Regions from separate parts of the Sus scrofa genome. Here regions 1, 2 and 3 are each linked to region 4. A link is a contact called in public HiChIP or PLAC-seq and promoter capture Hi-C data. All regions are on one chromosome and are shown on one strand. Each heading gives the region's core, a stretch centred on a gene start, on an enhancer-like site or on the middle of the called end of the contact. The rest is flanking DNA. Distances are from core to core; before and after follow the strand shown. Region 1 overlaps PPTC7 (protein phosphatase PTC7 homolog). Region 2 overlaps TCTN1 (tectonic-1). Region 3 overlaps HVCN1 (voltage-gated hydrogen channel 1). Region 4 overlaps CCDC63 (coiled-coil domain-containing protein 63).

Evidence for each region. Promoter capture Hi-C pulls out the DNA fragments that hold promoters and counts their contacts. HiChIP or PLAC-seq counts read pairs in DNA pulled down with a chosen protein or histone mark.
Region 1: a contact with region 4 is called in an H3K27ac HiChIP or PLAC-seq map of skeletal muscle, with 5 times the contacts expected there. The contact joins two enhancer-like sites. A contact is called at or near these places in 2 of 2 datasets of contacts at active chromatin or transcription factors (alveolar macrophages and skeletal muscle).
Region 2: a contact with region 4 is called in a promoter capture Hi-C map of liver, with 4 times the contacts expected there. The contact joins two enhancer-like sites. A contact is called at or near these places in 2 of 5 promoter capture datasets (fetal liver and liver), 20 of 47 Hi-C or Micro-C datasets (alveolar macrophages, blood, embryonic fibroblasts and 11 more) and 2 of 2 datasets of contacts at active chromatin or transcription factors (alveolar macrophages and skeletal muscle).
Region 3: an H3K27ac HiChIP or PLAC-seq map of skeletal muscle shows a contact between it and region 4. The contact joins two enhancer-like sites. A contact is called at or near these places in 4 of 47 Hi-C or Micro-C datasets (blood, embryonic fibroblasts and skeletal muscle) and 2 of 2 datasets of contacts at active chromatin or transcription factors (alveolar macrophages and skeletal muscle).

The regions. Positions count from the first base shown.
Region 1 is chr14:31,909,430-31,912,129 of Sscrofa11.1, forward strand. It overlaps PPTC7 (protein phosphatase PTC7 homolog), which reads right to left. Exons shown (of 6, transcript XM_003132884.4): 5 at 1,731-1,860. Among named protein-coding and RNA genes, the nearest start is that of PPTC7, 36 kb to the right of the region's middle. Within about 2 kb of position 1,417, at least 13 of the 83 cell types and tissues checked have an H3K27ac peak or open chromatin away from gene starts, as enhancers often do. A contact at or near this core is called in skeletal muscle, where this site is marked.
Region 2 is chr14:31,968,404-31,971,103 of Sscrofa11.1, forward strand. The region is part of intron 1 of TCTN1 (tectonic-1); the gene reads left to right. Among named protein-coding and RNA genes, the nearest start is that of TCTN1, 16 kb to the left of the region's middle. Within about 2 kb of position 1,293, at least 6 of the 83 cell types and tissues checked have an H3K27ac peak or open chromatin away from gene starts, as enhancers often do. A contact at or near this core is called in liver, where this site is marked.
Region 3 is chr14:32,018,188-32,020,887 of Sscrofa11.1, forward strand. It overlaps HVCN1 (voltage-gated hydrogen channel 1), which reads right to left. Exons shown (of 8, transcript XM_021074359.1): 5 at 2,700. Among named protein-coding and RNA genes, the nearest start is that of HVCN1, 25 kb to the right of the region's middle. Within about 2 kb of position 1,349, at least 27 of the 83 cell types and tissues checked have an H3K27ac peak or open chromatin away from gene starts, as enhancers often do. A contact at or near this core is called in alveolar macrophages and skeletal muscle, where this site is marked.
Region 4 is chr14:32,155,226-32,157,967 of Sscrofa11.1, forward strand. All of the region lies in intron 2 of CCDC63 (coiled-coil domain-containing protein 63), which reads left to right. Among named protein-coding and RNA genes, the nearest start is that of CCDC63, 16 kb to the left of the region's middle. Within about 2 kb of position 1,311, at least 32 of the 83 cell types and tissues checked have an H3K27ac peak or open chromatin away from gene starts, as enhancers often do. A contact at or near this core is called in alveolar macrophages, liver and skeletal muscle, where this site is marked.

The DNA.
Region 1 (2,700 bases), core at 167-2,666, 250 kb before region 4:
TCAATAAAAAATGTAAGCCTAGGGAGTCCCTGTCGTGGCTAAGTAGAAACGAATCTGACGAGTATCCATGAGGATGCAGATTGGATCCCTGGCTTCGCTAGGTGGGTTAAGGATCTGGCATTGCTGTGAGCTATGGTGTAGGTTGCAGTAGTGGCTTGAATCTGGCGTTGCTGGGGCTGTGGTGTAGGCTGATGGCTACAGCTCTGATTTGACCCCTAGCCTGGGAACCTCCATATGCCGCGGGTGTGGCCCTAAAAAGATAAAAAAAAAAAAAAAAAAAAAGTAAGCCTAAATAAATACTAGGAGACAAATACTGGCATTTCAGGAAGGCTAGGTTTGGCAATATATTCTAGTAGGAAAGGCAAAAAAAACCCACCCAAAAACCTGATAAAAAGTTAAACAAAACACATCAAGAAATCACACATAATTTGGAGTTCCCGTCATGGCTCAGCACTTAACGAATGAGGGCTCTAGTGTACGCCAGTGGCTACAGATCCGATTAGACCCCTAGCCTGGGAACCTCCATGTGCCGCGGAAGTGGCCCTAGAAAAGGCAAAAAGACAAAAAAATAAAATAAAAAATAAAAAGAGAAATCACACATAATTTAACTGAAGCTTTCAAAACAAACTCCCTGGAGTTCCCATTGTGGCACACTGGGTTAAGAATCCAACTGCAGTGTCTCAGTCACTGTAAAAGCATGGGTTTGATTTCCTGCCCGGTACAGTGGGTTAAAGGATCCAGCGTTGCTGCAGCTGCAGCTCAGATTCTATCCCTAGCCCAGGAACTTCCAAATGCCTGGAGTGCAGCCTTAGGAAAAAAAACAAAAAACAAACAAAAAACCCAAACCCTTCCTGCCCCTTTACAAAAAAAGCTCTGTTAAAATGGCCACCACAACATCCTCTGTTTATAGCAATCACAATAAAGACAAAATGTGGCTAAGATTACTTTTGCATGACAAAGTTACATGCTTCGAATCCTAATTTGGACAAACATATCCAATGTTTTGAAACTAGGAATAGTCTTGTATTCTAATCTGGCAAACAGCTACGGCATGTGCTTTTTTTCTATTTTAATATTTCCTGGACAATTAAGAAATGTTTTACATGTCATAAGATTATACCAGCAAGAAACTGACCAACTCTACTAGTTCTAGTATGCTAGTATCAACATGTCATCCAAGCTTCAAAACTGAGCTACTAGCCTGCTCCCAAAGTTATGTATCACTCAGGAGATAGAAGGATTCCTTAGGCAAGGACAATCTAACATTGCTTCCCTCTTCAAAACCTGCTGTGGCCATTTGGCAGGCAAATACTGTCAACGAGTCCCACAAAGCCAGAGGAAGGGAGAAGTGAAATGTCAGGCTGGTGAAGGGCAGAATGTTTAAACTGTTAGGAATGTTCAGGCCCTCCAGACGGAGCTCAGAGGCTTTTTGGGCGCAAGTCCAAAGAGTACACTGGCGGCAGTAAAGGGCTTCAGGTTGCACCTGCCTCTGTGGCCAGTGAAGTTCAATACTGAAGGGTACCTCTATGAGGAAGACATGATGACATGCACTTGCTCTGTCCTCCAGTGTTAGGGCCTGCTGACCTTGTTAAAAGCCACAGGCTCACAGGTGGGAGAGGACCTCTTGGCAGTCTCACCCCAGTGCTGTAGTTTGCTTCACCCACAGCCCATAATGCTCCCATCCTCTGTGTCCCCAGTCATTCCCTATGACCTTCCTAAAAAATGCTTACCTCTCACATTCAATCCGTTGTCACATGCAAACTGTGCAAAAGGTGACATATAATTTGGGTCATAGGCCAGCTCATGAGCTTGCTCAGCAATGCTTCTTGCTGTCTGTTGTATACTCTCATAATTTGAATTCTACAATGGAAAGATGAGGGAGTTATTTTTACCATAATGCCTTACATGATTTCTGCATCAAGTATATTTGCAAACATCACTTTTAAAGACAGTAACATTTACCTATCATAGTTTCCACCATTTAAGTTTTACTCCATTTAGAGAAGACACTGAATCATCACACCTCAACTAAAATGGAAATGAGACCACCAGTGCCGCCTGCACAAGATGTCAAACAGAAAGTCCTTTACTAGGATGGCCTTGGCCCCTGAAGTTTGGATTTTCATGTGTTTTTTTTTCCCATTTGAAATTCTTAAGGCATTCTTGCTAAAATGGGATGGGACTCAAAGGGCGGATTTTGATAGCACTTTAGGGATGACCTCAAAAGTCTTCTTGCTTGGGGATGCACTCTGGCCAAGCACAGTGCTCTCTCCAAGTAACGCTGTCAGCTGCCCTACTGAAAAGCCCTCTCTATTCTCTATTCCTTCACTCTGCTTTATTTTTTCTTCTTATTTACCAGCAACATTTATCAATTCTTTCTTTCTCTATATTATCTGTCTTCTTCCACTAGAAAGTAAGCTCCATAAGGGCACTCTGTCACTGCATAGAGCACAGTGGCAGCCCATGTAAGCACCTGACCTTTACTGAGCCCCACAGACAAGGCATGGTGCTAAGATTTCTCTTCTTTTCTTTGTGGTTGCGTCCACAGCATGGGAAAGTTCCCAGGACAGGGACTGAACCCTTGCCACAGCAGTGACCCAAGTGATAACATCGGATCCTTAAGCCCCTGCACCACAGAACTCCAGTGGTTCTAAGGATTTCTAAAGCATGGTCTTGGTTCATCCTCACCACAAGCCTGTA
Region 2 (2,700 bases), core at 43-2,542, 190 kb before region 4:
TTAAGAGGGGGCAGAAATTAAAATATGACTGACCCTTTATTATCCCACTGTAGTAAGCAACTGCCCTCTGAGGGAGAACCTGCAGCTGGATTTTATTTGGACAGACTTTGATTATTTGTTTTAAGAGGCTCACAAGTGATCTGTATTAAAAAGTCTTTGAGGAGTTCCTGTCGTGGCGCAGTGGTTAATGAATATGACTAGGAACCATGAGGTTCCGGGTTCGGTCCCTGCCCTTGCTCAGTGGGTTAACGATCCGGCGTTGCCGTGAGCTGTGGTGTAGGTTGCAGGTGCGGCTTGGGTCCCGCATTGCTGTGGCTCTGGCGTAGGCTGGTGGCTACAGCTCCGATTGGACCCCTAGCCTGGGAACCTCCATATGCCGCGGGAGCGGCCCAAAGAAATAGCAAAAAGACAAAAAAAAAAAAAAGTCTTTGAGTCTTTGTCCAAACAAACCTAATTAAACTTCATCATTTCTAATCAGACGATCTTTTTTTTTGCCCCTAATCAATTGATAATAATGTAGATATGGGGATTCTGGGGGTTTGGATTTAGGGTTAGTTCCATCCAGACTTTTCATAACTATGGCCGCAATAATTCCGATGTCTCCAGGACATTCTAATTTTTAAATTGTCTTCATAACTACATACACACTTGTCAGACCATGGGTTCCGATATGGGGCTTGAAAAACATGCTTTAACAGTGTGAGGCTGGTGCTTTTGACATAGGTTTACCCAATCTTGTATTTGCTTTTCTCTGGTCTCCACATTCTTGACAACAAATTTGGATGAACAAAAGGTCAAACAGGCAGTGGCAGAAATACCTGACCCCATGGCAAGGGCAAAGCAAAGCTGGTTTAGGTCTCAAGAATTCACTCACAGGCTTTCAGGAAAGGGTGAGTGAAAACGGAACTACCTGCAGACCCAACACGAAGGATGAAAACATGTTACAAGCCGGAAACAGAAATAGAAGTGGGGAAGAGAGAGCAGTGCCCCTCAACTCACTTTCATTTTCTGAGGCTCTCTGTTTACAAAAAATGAATTTATTTCTTCATTTACTATTTAACAAATATTTGGGGTACCCCAAGGTTAAAATGCTATGTACATGTGCCATTCCAAGATGAATGAACCTATTAAAAGCCAACTAACACAAGTGCAATGAGATGCCACCACACAATTATTTGAATAGCTAAAAATGGAAATAAAACAAAACTGACCACACCAAGTTTTCATGAGTGTGGGGAGCAGCTGCAAATCTCACACATTGTTGGTGGGAATGCACAATGTGCAGCTGCCACTTTAGGGGAAAGTTGAGCAGTGTCTTGTAAAATTAAATACCACACAACCCAGAAATCTCACCCCTAGGTATGTACCCAAGAGAAATGAAAATCACACAAAATCTCGATGTGAATGTTTATAGTGGCTTTATTTGTAATTGCCCAAAACTGGAAAAGCTCAAATTCTTTCAACTGGTGAATGAATAAAGGAATTGTGGTATAACCTTTAGAGGATACTTATTAGCAATAAAAAGGAGTGGATTGAAACTCCCAAATGTATGGCCAAATTATTATTATTATTATTTTTTTTTTTTTTTGTCTTTTTGCTGTTTCTTGGGCCGCTCCCGCGGCATATGGAGGTTCCCAGGCTAGGGGTCCAATCGGAGCTGTAGCCACCAGCCTACGCCAGAGCCACAGCAACACGGGATCCGAGCCACATCTGCGACCTACACCACAGCTCACGGCAACGCCGGATCGTTAACCCACTGAGCAAGGGCAGGGACCGAACCTGCAACCTCATGGTTCCTAGTCGGATTCGTTAACCACTGCACCATGACGGGAACTCCCGGCCAAATTATTTTTAACAATGGTGTTAGGACTGAGTGATGGGGGAAAGGACAGTCTCTTCAACAAATGGTGTTGGGAAAACTGGATATCCATATGCTAAAAGGATGAAGTTAGGAGTTCCCATTGTGGCTCAGTGGGTTGAAAACCCGATAATAGTGTCTGTGAAGATGCAGTTTCAATGCCCAGCCTCCCTCAGTGGATTAAGGATCCAGTGTTGCCAGTAGCTGCAGGGTAGGTCACAGATGCAGCTTGCATCCAGCATTGCTGTGGTTGTGGCATGGACTGGCAGCTGCACCTCTAGCCTGGGAACTTACATATATCACACGTGCAGCCCTGAAAACAAAACAAAACAAAAAACTTTGACATTAGACCCTTACCTAAAATATTAACTCAAAATAGATTAAAACTATTAAACTACATAGCAGAAAACATAGGAGAAAAGTTTTAGGACATTGGTTTTGGCAGTGATTTTCTGGATATAGCATCAAAAGCACAGGCAACAAAAGAAAAAGTAGACAAATGGGACCACACCAAACTTAAAAACTGCTGTATGTCAAAAGGAGCAATCAACAGAATGAAAAGTCAAAACCTATGGCATGGCATGGTAGAAAATAATGCAAATTATATATCCAATGAGGGGTTAATATCCAGAATGTATAATGAACTTCTGCATCTCAATCACAATAATAAAAATCCAATTCAGGGCAAAAAACCTGAATAGACATTTCTCCAAAGAAGATATACAAGTCTCCAATGAGCACAGGAAAGATGCTCGATATTACTAATTATTATCAAAATGTAAATCAAGGAGTTCCCGTCATGGTGCAGCAGAAATGAATCCAACTAGGAACCATGTGGTTGT
Region 3 (2,700 bases), core at 99-2,598, 140 kb before region 4:
TTTTTTTTCTTTTTTGGCTGCCCCAAGGCATATGGAATTCCTCAGAAAGGGATCGGATCCAAACCACAGTTGCAACAACTGCAGGATCCTTAACCCTACTCACTGTTCCAGGCAGGGATCGAACCCACATCCTAGCCTGCAGAGATGCTGCTGATCCCACTGCACCGCAGTGGGAACTCTTCACCTCAATTTTAAAAAGTGAGAGAGAGACAGACCCAAGGTCCCAAAACTACAATGCCTGAGTCCCGGCCCCAGCCTCTATGAACCCCTAAGGCCCCAAATTTGCCAGTTCACAAGGCCCTTGTAGTTCCAGGAGAGCCACGTCACAAAGAAAAATGCTAAGAACTTGGGAAAGCCAGTTAATTCCAAATCCTCACCTGGAAGACGGGCATGCCTGGCAGAACGCAGTGGAGCAGAGCATGGGCTGTGGGGCGGCTCTAGCTCACCCGTTAGCCTGGACCTTGGCCGTAGCTTCCTTTTCCACCCCAGAGTGACAATGGGAGCAGTGCATGACATCATGTGTGAGCTGAGGGCCCAGCCTGAGTGAGCAGATAATAAAAGGGACACACCTGACTTTCCAGGCCACCCTCCCCTGGCCCAGCTTCCCTGTCCATCCGTGGTTTCCATGGACGCCTGACTCACCCCGAATTCTCTCCCCTGTGTTAGGAGTGACAACAGTTAACTATATATCATGTCACTGAGACCACCTCAAACCATAGGAACAGGAGGAGACTGCGTCCAAGAAAGGGATTCCAGAATCTCCTTATACACGGTTCTATTGGCAGAGATCAAACCCTTGAATCCTTATCTCCTCCTCCAAGGTGGCCTCCCTGCTTCCACTCTGAGCCCCTCTACAAATCTGGTCCTGTTGCCCCCATCCTTCCAGGGGATACACACAAGCCTTGCAGACCCTTCTCAGCTCCTCGAATGCTGAAGACCCTTTCCTCCCTCAGCCTGGGAGGCTCCTCCCCTGCCACCCACAGAGCTCACCTCTGCCCGACCTTCAGGTGTCAGGTGAGATGTCACCTCCACTGTCGTCACATGTCCTAGATCAGGTCTCCCCCACTCCCAGGGCCTCTCAGTGCCCCCTTTAGTGTCCCTGCAGAGGCTTCCCTCCACTTACAACCGCCCGCCTCTGCAGAGCATTGAGCAAGGGAGGGACGCACCCATTCCGCTGGCTGCTGTAGGCCCCGTGCACCGCAGGTGCTAAGATCTGACTGTTGGGAGAATGAATAAACAGCTCTACTCTGCTTCCCCCTGAGCCACGTGGCCCAGTTAGGAGAGGAGGGACCGCGCAAGGACTCCCCCTGGCAGCTGGAAGGAAGCTGGCTCCTTCCTTCTGCTCCCGGAATTGAGGGTTTGGGATTTCAACCCCAACAACTTAATACCATGTTTCCTCTCCCGTCAGAGCCACAGAGGGAAGCGCTGAGCTGCCAGCAGTGCTGGGCTGTCTGGCCTGCTTTTTTCTCTAAGCCACATGAGAGTGGAAAAAAAAAAAGACCCAAATCACTTCCTTTTCTATTTTACCCTGGAATGAAGTCCGTGATGGGAGAGATGAGGGCTGTTTCTCTCTGCCTCCAGAAAGAACTTTGGCTTTAGGGAGGGGTTGGATTACTGCGGTTGAGGGGAATGCCTGAAGCAAGAGCCCCAAATGGCTCTGTTCAGGGACAGGGCTGACAAGGAGCTGTGTGCGTCATGAGGCTCCTGAGCCCCCTGCTTTCTCCTGGGACCCGGAATGTGCTTCCAGACACCTGCTTGCTTCTCTTGGGGCTGGACCCCACCCGCACTTGTCCTTCATAGTTGGAAGACGTCAGGACAGCCCTGAACCCTGTAACAAGTTCCTTTCCCTTTGCTCTTCTCTGCAGCCCGTGTTTTCCTCCCAGGCTCTCCCCGTAACCACACCTGGAGGTGGGTGGTGGGTCGAGCCAGGCAGGTATCTTTGGCATCACTTCACAAGTGAAGAAACTGCCTCCCGACCCCAGTGGCAATGAGTTTGTGAGGCATGGGACCCTCATGGCCTTGCTCAACCCAGGGCCAGCCTTCCATGTTTGCTGAAGGAATGTGGGAATGTTTTATCTGCCCCCAGTGTTAACCCTTTAATTTACCTTGTGTGCGTGTGGTCAATCACGCATAAACCTACCATTTTAGCTATTTTACAGTTGGCATAAAGTTCAGAGGCATCAAGCACATTCCCGAGCATGTGCAACCATGACCTCTGTCTAGTTTCAGAACATTTTCATTACCCCAAATGGAGACTCGTATCCAAGAAGCAGTCACTCCCACTTCCTCCCTCCCTCCAATCTTGCTGTCTCTGGATTTATGTTATTCTAGACACTGCATATAAATGGAATTATAAGATATGGGGCCTATGTGTCCGGGTTCTTCCACTGAGTATCATGTGGTCAAGGTTCATCCACGTTGTGGCCTGTGTCAGTGCTTCACTCCTTTTTCCAGCTGAGGATGGATAGGTCACATTCTGTGTAGCCATCTGTCAGTGGATGTACCCTGACTTTGGTATCAGGATTTATTTTACCCCTGATAGCACTGGACCTGCCTGGTGTACCCAGTGCTGGATGGGGCACGTGGTCCACAGAATGGAATGAGCTGTTGCCAGAGATGGGCCCCCACCCTGCCCTCGTGACTCTTGCTGCCAGCTCTGCCCCACCCTGGGCACCTTGGGCCTCTGCCCGCCCACCTACC
Region 4 (2,742 bases), core at 61-2,560:
ATTCTGTAGACTCGCTATTGCCAACATTTCTCACCGCTGGCTCATCATTTTGGCAAGCTGGCATCTCTCTCTGCTCCAAGCCCCGCTGATGGAACTGAAGATCCCTTTAGCAGAATTGACTCTGGCATGTTCTAATTTAAAAAGCCTTGCACTTCTCTGCGTGGAGGCTGCTGAGATCTGTGCCCATAAAGGCAGAGAGAGTAAATTCTTCTGAGGAAAGCCTATTTTTAACAAGTCCTGAACCTAACTGAACTCAATCATTTTTCAGTCGTTGACACTTGAAATATATGAGTCACTGGGCTATATATGGAGTTGAAGGCTAGAGCAGCTCTTTAAATATCGGAGAGATGATAGATAACAGCTTCCAGAAGAACTTCTCAGGTTTGGTGCTGTGGTTTTACTCAGGATTATGGTAAAGCATGGATCTCTAGAGACAGCCCAGGGTTCAAAACCTGGCTCTCCCACTTACTGCAAAAGTCACTTTATTTCTCCAACCCTCAGTTTCCTCATCTGTAAAATGAGGTTGGTATCACTTGTCCCAAAACACTTTGTGTGAATCATCAAGACCTGACATGAGACTGCTTATAATCTTTATTTTACTTCTCATTAGTATTCATATGCTTCCTTGCAGAAGTGTTAAGGTGTTTGATTTTGACATGTTGCCCAAATGCCATTCATAAAATATCTGTCCCACTGACTTCCCTCATGGTTACAACATGGCTGCCAACAACATCAGGGGTAACATGTTTCCCTGTGCACCACATTATCTTTCCAAAACCAAAACCATGGTAAGTTCTAAAACACATCTTCTCTCAAGAGTTTAGGGATAAGTGAATGGAGAGCCTAGGCTGAGCTACAACTCACTCAAGAGTTTGGAGGTAAGATGGAAATCTCAGGTAAAAACTACCCTGGAAAACCAGTACCTCTAATCATTTCCCTTCAGCAATCATTTCCCTTCAGCAATATAGCTGCTTCTAGAGTTTAGCTCCAGAGGAAGTGGTTGGCTTGTGTTTCAGGGCCATTTGCATGAAAACATGTTTATCTTTAAACGATCAAACTCGGTTAGGCCGGTGAAAAAGGCTCACGCTAGGAGTCACAAGTGATTTGGGTCAGACTGGGTGTCCCAAGTCATGGTCAGAGGAGAAAATTGGACAAATTGCCCCGCACCAGTGGTTATTTGTCTCAAGTTCTTTTTGCAGAACAGGGAGAATTGGATTTCTCTGAGTTAGTGCGGTTAAAGCATGTACCCGGCAGGGTTGCTGTATGTGTGAGTGGGAGAGGGGGAGTAAGAAGATGGTGCGAGGATATGCGGGTAAATGACAGAGAAAATGGCAAGGCGATTGGATTGGGGCGTGAGTTAGCCGAGTCAGGGAAGGAGAGCTTTGATTAATTAATTAATTAATTAATTGAGAAGTTAGTGGTGTGAGGGTTCGGCTAGTCCGGTAAGAGGTCATCGCGGGAGAGGGAGGGGTCGCTGAGGAGTGTATCTCCCACCTCCCCCGCAAAACTTTCCCATCAGGGGCTCTGGTTCCCACTTAAGGGCCCCACGGCTTCCCCGAACCTTCCAGGGAAGAACGCCCTGGTCTGTGCGAGTCATAAAAGCGCCCGTTCCAGGGGTCCGAGAACGCCCAGACGTGGGGCTGGGGGCTGGTACAGCGCAGCCGTGCAGCAAACTCCCCTCCCGGCGCCGTCAGACAGGCAGCTGCGGCAGCGGTCGGACACTCGGTGGGAGCAGTCCTGCAAATTCCCTCTGGTAGGTTTTGCTGTCCGTGCAGCCGCGCCTGCTGCTCAACAGCGCCCTCTGCTGGGGAAAGCAAAAGCGTGGTGGCTGCCCCCATCCCGGACCCCTTCAGACATTTAGCTGCCCCTAAACTTGGAAAATATCGCGGTCCCCCTCCATTAAATGTAAATAAATTACAGTGTGTACGATAAATCCAAGAGAGTGCAACAAACTTCCATTTCCCCCTTAACGATCCCAATTTTTAAAAATTTGTGGGTGTTTCTGCACCCCTGCATGATTATGATTAGTGTTCTAAACATATGTTTAATGTTCTACCAGGTTAGACTGTTTGGGCTTTTTTTTTTCTTTTTTTTTCAACAGGAGCCTCCTTTCTCAGACTTGGCATTTATAATCCACACAGTGGCCTGTCTCAGGGGCCCTGCCAAGTCCTTCAGGAGTCAGGATTTTCTTTTAAGAGTAGATTGTTAAATTCAGCAGCAGCAGAGGAGGGGTTGGCCTCCTCCATCCCAACTAATTAAATATTCGTTTCTGCCAAGAACTTACCGTGTGCCCAGATACTGTAGTGGCTAGACTGAGGTCTAAGGAGCAAGAGGCGCTTTCGTGGTGCTCTCTGACCTGGACCTCTGGATTTATTAGCATTTTCCAACACACACAAGTGGGCAGCTTTGAGATTCTACCTAAGAATTGCATACTCAAATTCCTGCAGTTACAGGAAATGTGGGAATTGAGGGAGGAGGGGCCCGGAGAGTGAGTAGCTGACCCATATTCACATTTTAAAACACTGCCTGCTAAACAGAACTGAAGGCAGATTGAATTTGCCCTGTGGGCCTTGAGTTTGAGACCCCAGACTAAGGGTGGTATGCCATGGGCCAAGACACCTGCAGGGTTCTCTGGAAGCCCAGCTGTGAGAATGGGTGTCGATCTGTCTCCAGGATATAGCGTGGACCCAGCCCAGAGGGCACAGAGGGGACTTGCCTGTGTTGGAGTCTGGAAGCTGGAGA